2 separate regions of the Danio rerio genome follow, and region 1 is linked to region 2. A link is a contact called in public HiCAR-type data. All regions are on one chromosome and are shown on one strand. The core of a region is the stretch at or near the end of the contact, and the rest is flanking DNA. Distances in the headings are between cores, read along the strand shown. Region 1 holds the start of hoxd4a (homeobox D4a). Region 2 holds the start of si:rp71-78h1.1 (a long non-coding RNA gene).

What was found. HiCAR-type assays count read pairs that join an accessible place to other places.
Region 1: a contact with region 2 is called in a HiCAR-type map of caudal fin, with 3 times the contacts expected there. The contact joins the promoter of hoxd4a here to the promoter of si:rp71-78h1.1 in region 2. A contact is called at or near these places in 1 of 18 Hi-C or Micro-C datasets (embryo) and 3 of 4 datasets of contacts at active chromatin or transcription factors (caudal fin, embryo and gastrula embryo).

What each region holds. Positions count from the first base shown.
Region 1 is chr9:1,947,209-1,949,908 of GRCz12tu, forward strand. hoxd4a (homeobox D4a) reads right to left here and starts at 1,371. Exons shown (of 2, transcript NM_001126445.2): 1 at 675-1,371; 2 at 1-282. The coding sequence starts at 1,143. It also overlaps a transcript of hoxd3a not described here.
Region 2 is chr9:1,863,428-1,866,127 of GRCz12tu, forward strand. si:rp71-78h1.1 (a long non-coding RNA gene) reads left to right here and starts at 1,329. Exons shown (of 2, transcript NR_187361.1): 1 at 1,329-1,374.

The sequences.
Region 1 (2,700 bases), core at 121-2,620, 84 kb after region 2:
TCTGGCTGTCCTTCTGAGCGTGTTGTGCATGCTGATTTCCAACTGATGCCGATCTTCCTTTCGTGTTTGGTAGTTTGTGATCCTTTTTCCATTTCATTCTCCTGTTCTGAAACCAGATTTTAATCTGTCTTTCAGAAAGACAGAGTGTGTGCGCGATCTCGATGCGACGCCGTCTTGTTAGATACCTGTTAAAATGAAACTCCTTCTCTAGTTCGAGAACCTGCTGTCTTGTGTAGGCTGTCCGAGAACGTTTGGGTTCAGGTCCTGTGTAATCCGGGTTCACTGTGAAGGACAAAATCACACTTTTGCATTAAACAAAATCTGCAAACATATCCGATCCACTCATTTTCAAATATCTAAACTTTTACCAAAAGTAACAAGCACTTCTTTAAAGTGAAATAGCAGATTTTAAGTGTCTGTGATTTAAAAATAAAAAAGTTTATCATGGCTAAATTGTTTAAATCAAAGCTTCGGGCCAAGTGGACTCTCAATACTGCAAGAGTGGCCAACACAGCTAGCGGCCTATTTCCTAAGCAATAAAAATTTATGGCTGGTGTAATTGGCGGCCCCTTCAGAGGAACCCATAAATATTTCACTCAATGATTTTAACTGTGGCTAAAACAGCAGAATAGGGATGGCCTATGCGAGCAGACAGCAAAGAGAGTGGATCTTACCCGTAGTAACGTGCACTTTCTTCATCCACGGGTAAACTACAGCAGGCTGCTTCGTTGGTATCCCGTTCTGGGTCTTTGTGTTTTGTTGTTGTCCACCAGTCCTCGATCCGGAAATCTGGACCGCGGGACACTGCTCTGTCTGTGCAGGGAAAGGGCTAGGGGTGCTGGCTTGATCCTGCACATGACCCCGCGGCTGCACCGACGAGCCCTGGACAGTGCTACAACTGTAAGGCTGTTCAGAGTAGTTTGACCGTGAATAGATTCCGGGATGCTGGAAATCAGTGTCCTGCGACGGACTGTAGTAGCCTGGGCTCTGTTCAGGTATATAGCTGTTCTGAGAATATTCCTCGCAAGGAGGAAATTTGGGATCCACATACTTGGAGTTCACCATGTACGAACTCATGGCCATTAATTTCTGAAGGTAGGAAATACTAATTTTTCTCGAGTTGTCTTTTTTTCCTCCCTCCATAAAGCCCTCCTACTTGCTGTCAACTGAATAAAGTTAGCCTACCATGTGACCAGCTTGGCCAATCGAGGTGGAGGGACTTCATCAACCGAGAAGAAGCTGTGCACACCTAGTAGTGATTTTTACAAACTTCACATTATCTCTCAATTAGGATGGAAATAACACAATATAAAATTTTATTGATTAAATACCCATATAAAAGAAAGAGACAAGGAGGAAAGCAGTGCTGGGACTCATGCAATAGCCAATTGTTCATCATCATATGGGAGGATCTCTATTTACACATTAGATGCTATCATAAAAACATGTTCTCATGCCACATAACCAAGCATGTGTGTGTGAGTGTATAACATTTTTTGTAAATTAATATTCAACTAAGCTAAATCAAACCCAGCCCAGGCATTTTGACTGGTAAAAACAAAACAATACAAAAGATAAAAACGGTCCAGGGCACAAAAAGAGACGCATAAAGCCTGCAGACAATTGATGAAGACCGTCTTTGTCATGTAGAGGTCACACAGAAGTTACTGGAGTCTCATCGTTCCAGCGCTTCTCATCCTTTCAGCTCGCTGTATAGGGCGCCCTGGTTCGCCATCAATGCGCCGTGCCAATCAATAATCAAACAGCACATAAAAGAAAATAATCGTATGGCAGCTCATAAGGTAAGACCAGGGAGCAAAGTGAGTTAACATTCATACAAAAATATTACTAATGTTAATTACTGCTCCCTGCGTCTTTTAAGAAGAACTAAACTGTAGGATTTGGTATTTAAAATGTTAAAATGTTCAGGAGACCTTTATAAAAAGTGTAAAAATGGGGGTTTGATTGTAATATTCGACACTGTAGAAAATTATATGATCAGTTAGTCATGACATCATGTGTTTTCATTTTTATAAACTAAGTTAATCATGTTCTAACCTAACTTTGTAGCTACGCAAGCGGTTTTAAGTCAGTTTGACATAATATAAGTTCAATGGACTCATAAAGCTCATAAGGTTACTTTAAAAAAAATCAAATTTTTTCGAGTACCTTGGACTGATTTTTGTAGTTTATTCTATTAAATCCCTTACCCAGAGTTAGCATTAGTTAAGCTACATCTGAGCACTTTTTGTTTGATTTAGGATTTTTGGACTCTTAAGGTTAATTTGATAAAAAAAAATTAAGGCAACCAGGATTTGTTAACAGTGTAGAATAAGAACCCTTTTGGGATTCCATTCAGTTCAAAGCTCTTAATAGAACACGTTCTTTTAATGTGAAGAACATTCCACACATTCGTTTGAATTTAAATTAAATTAAATTTCTGGGTTGTTGTATTCCAACGTTGGGTCAAATATAGACAAACCCAAACGTTTTGGTTAAAAATGTTATTTAAATTAAATTAGTAAGAAATTACCCAATTTTTGGGTTTGTTTATAATTGACCAAACATTGCATTACGCCAAACAAGCATTTTCTTTAGTGTGAAGAACGTTTGTGAGATGGAAATGTTCAATAGGCCTAGTTGAACGTCCATCAAGTAACCATCGACAGCAATAAAAAAGTCAATGTTCACTAAGAAAGC
Region 2 (2,700 bases), core at 79-2,578:
GCGGCACCCGGTGTGCTGTTCTGCTGCTGTAGCCCATCCGCCTCAAGGTTGGACGTGTTGTGTGTTCAGAGATGCTCTTCTGCAGAGCTCGGTTGTATCGAGTGCTTATTTGAGTTACTGTTGCCTTTCTATTAGCTGAACCAGTCTGGCCATTCTCCTCTGACCTCTGGCATCAACAAGGCATTTGCGCCCACAGAACTGCCGCTCACTAGATATTTCCTCTTTGTCGGAGCATTCTCTGTAAACCCTAGAGATGGTTGTGCGTGAAAATTCCAGTAGATCAGCAGCTTTTGAAATACTCAGAGCAGCCCGTCTGGCACCAACAACCATGCCACTTTCAAAGTCACTTCAATCCCTTTTCTTCTCCATTCTGATGCTCGCTTTGAAATGCAGCAGATCGTCTTGACCATGTCTACATGCCTAAATGCATTGAGTTGCTGTCATTGGATGTCGAAATTTGTGTTTCCAAGCAGTTAAACAGGAGTACAGTGTATTCTCCAGAACATGAACAATTATAATATAAAGTATGCAGAAAACCAAACAACATTCGCATTTTAATATTGAGAGTTTTCTCATGTTCTATGTAGAAAACAACGAATTGGAACACAGTAAGTGTGACTTCTGACTTAATACTTTTTTTTTGAATATATATTTATTTGTTCACATTTTCAGTTTAACATCTCTTATTAAAGTGGTTAAAGTGGACTAGTTGATGGAGAAGTTTGATTAATGAATTTGTGTGAAACATTTAAAACATTTAGGATTAAAGATGTTTTAAAGTGTGCTTTTTAAATTTTTTATTTAATTTTTAAATGTTTTATGTCCAAATTATGCTTTTCCAACACTGAAACATCAGAAAACTCTATAATCTTTATCTTTTTATTATTATTAATATTATTGGGCGCCACTGTGGCACAGTGGTTAGCACAATTGCCTCACAGCAAGAAGGTCTCTGGTTCGAGCCCCGACTGGACCAGTTGCCATTTCTGTGTGGAGTTTGCATGTTCTCCCTGTGTTGGCATGGGTTTCCTCCGGGTGCTCCGGTTTATCCCACAGTCCAAACACATGCGCTATAGGGGAATTGGGTAAGCTAAATTGTCCATGGTATGTGTGTGTGAATGAGTGTGCATGGATGTTTCCCAGTGATGGGTTGCAACTGGAAGGGCATCCGCTTCGTGAAACATATGCTGGATAAGTTGGCGGTTCATTTCGCTGTGGCGACCCCAGATTAATAAATGGACTAAGCTGAAAAGAAAATGAATGAATATTTTTATATAATTGTAGTGTCAGTAGTAGTGTTATTATTAACCAAATATCTCACCACTTACAGGAGTATGCAGTCCTGCCTCCATGATTTGCCCCAAGACAACGATTGTGAGTACATTTGCTCTTTTCCTATAAAAGAAATATAATAAGAAGAATGTACAAAAGCACATTTCTATTTAGCAACTCCATGGAAATTGTGTGGAATTGCACATAATACACACACAGCAGTATAAACATGCATTTATTAATTCAATATGCACCACAGAACCAATAACACATAACAATTCTCACAATTTAAGTTCGTTCTACAAAACAAATACAGTGTTGTCAAATTCATCCACTTCAGAGAGTTCAGAAAGGTGAGATCTCGCAGAACAAAACATTGAAGAAACAAACATTTCCTACATGAATGCAGTCATGGCCATGGAAAATGCTAAAAGTTACTCCAGTCTGAGTCAGTGTACACTGACACACTTATACAGTATGCAAATTCAATAAAACTAATGCATGCATTGCACACACACACACACACACATGCACACACACACACACACTCTCAGGCTGTACAGGTAAGTGATATAATTTGTCTCCAAGTGATGTAATCTGGGTCAAATCACGGGCTACTCTAAACTGTCTGCAGAGTCATATAAAGTCCGAGACACACACACACACACACACACGCACACACGCATATTTGTTTTTGTGAAAAGTGGGTACATTAAAAGTACAGTACATAGGTTTCCATTAATTTTATACTGTTTAAACCGTATATTGTATTGCCCTCACCCCACTCTATCCCTAATCCCAACCATCACAGGAGTCAGTGTGCAGCTTTACTCTGATTAAACTCATCCTGTGGGGTTTATAAGCTTTTTGAGAAATGAGGACGTCACCAATGTCCTCATATTTCACTTCCTTTTTGTAATACCTGTGTCATACCCATGTCATTATATAGATTTGTGTCCTGATATGTCACAAAACACAAACACACGCACACACACGCATATACACATATACAGCATACAGTTGAAGTCAGAATTATTAACCTCCCTTTGAAATTGTTTTTCTTTTTAAAATATTTTCCAAATGACGTTTAACAGAGCAAGGAAATGTTCACAGTATGTCTGATAATATTTTTTCTTCTGGAGAAAGTCTGATTTGTTTTATTTCGGCTAGAATAAAGGCAGTTTTTAATTTTTTAAAACCCATTTTAAGGTCAATATTATTAGCTCTTTAAGCTATTTGTTTAGATAGTCTACAGAACAAACCATCGTTATACAATAACTTGCCTAATTACCCTAACCTGCCTAGTTAACCGAATTAACCTAGTTAATCCTTTAAATGTCACTTTAAGCTGTATAGAAGTGTCTTGCAGAATATCTAGCCTAATGTTATGTGCTCTCATTAGTGATGGGTCGTTCTTGAACGATTCGT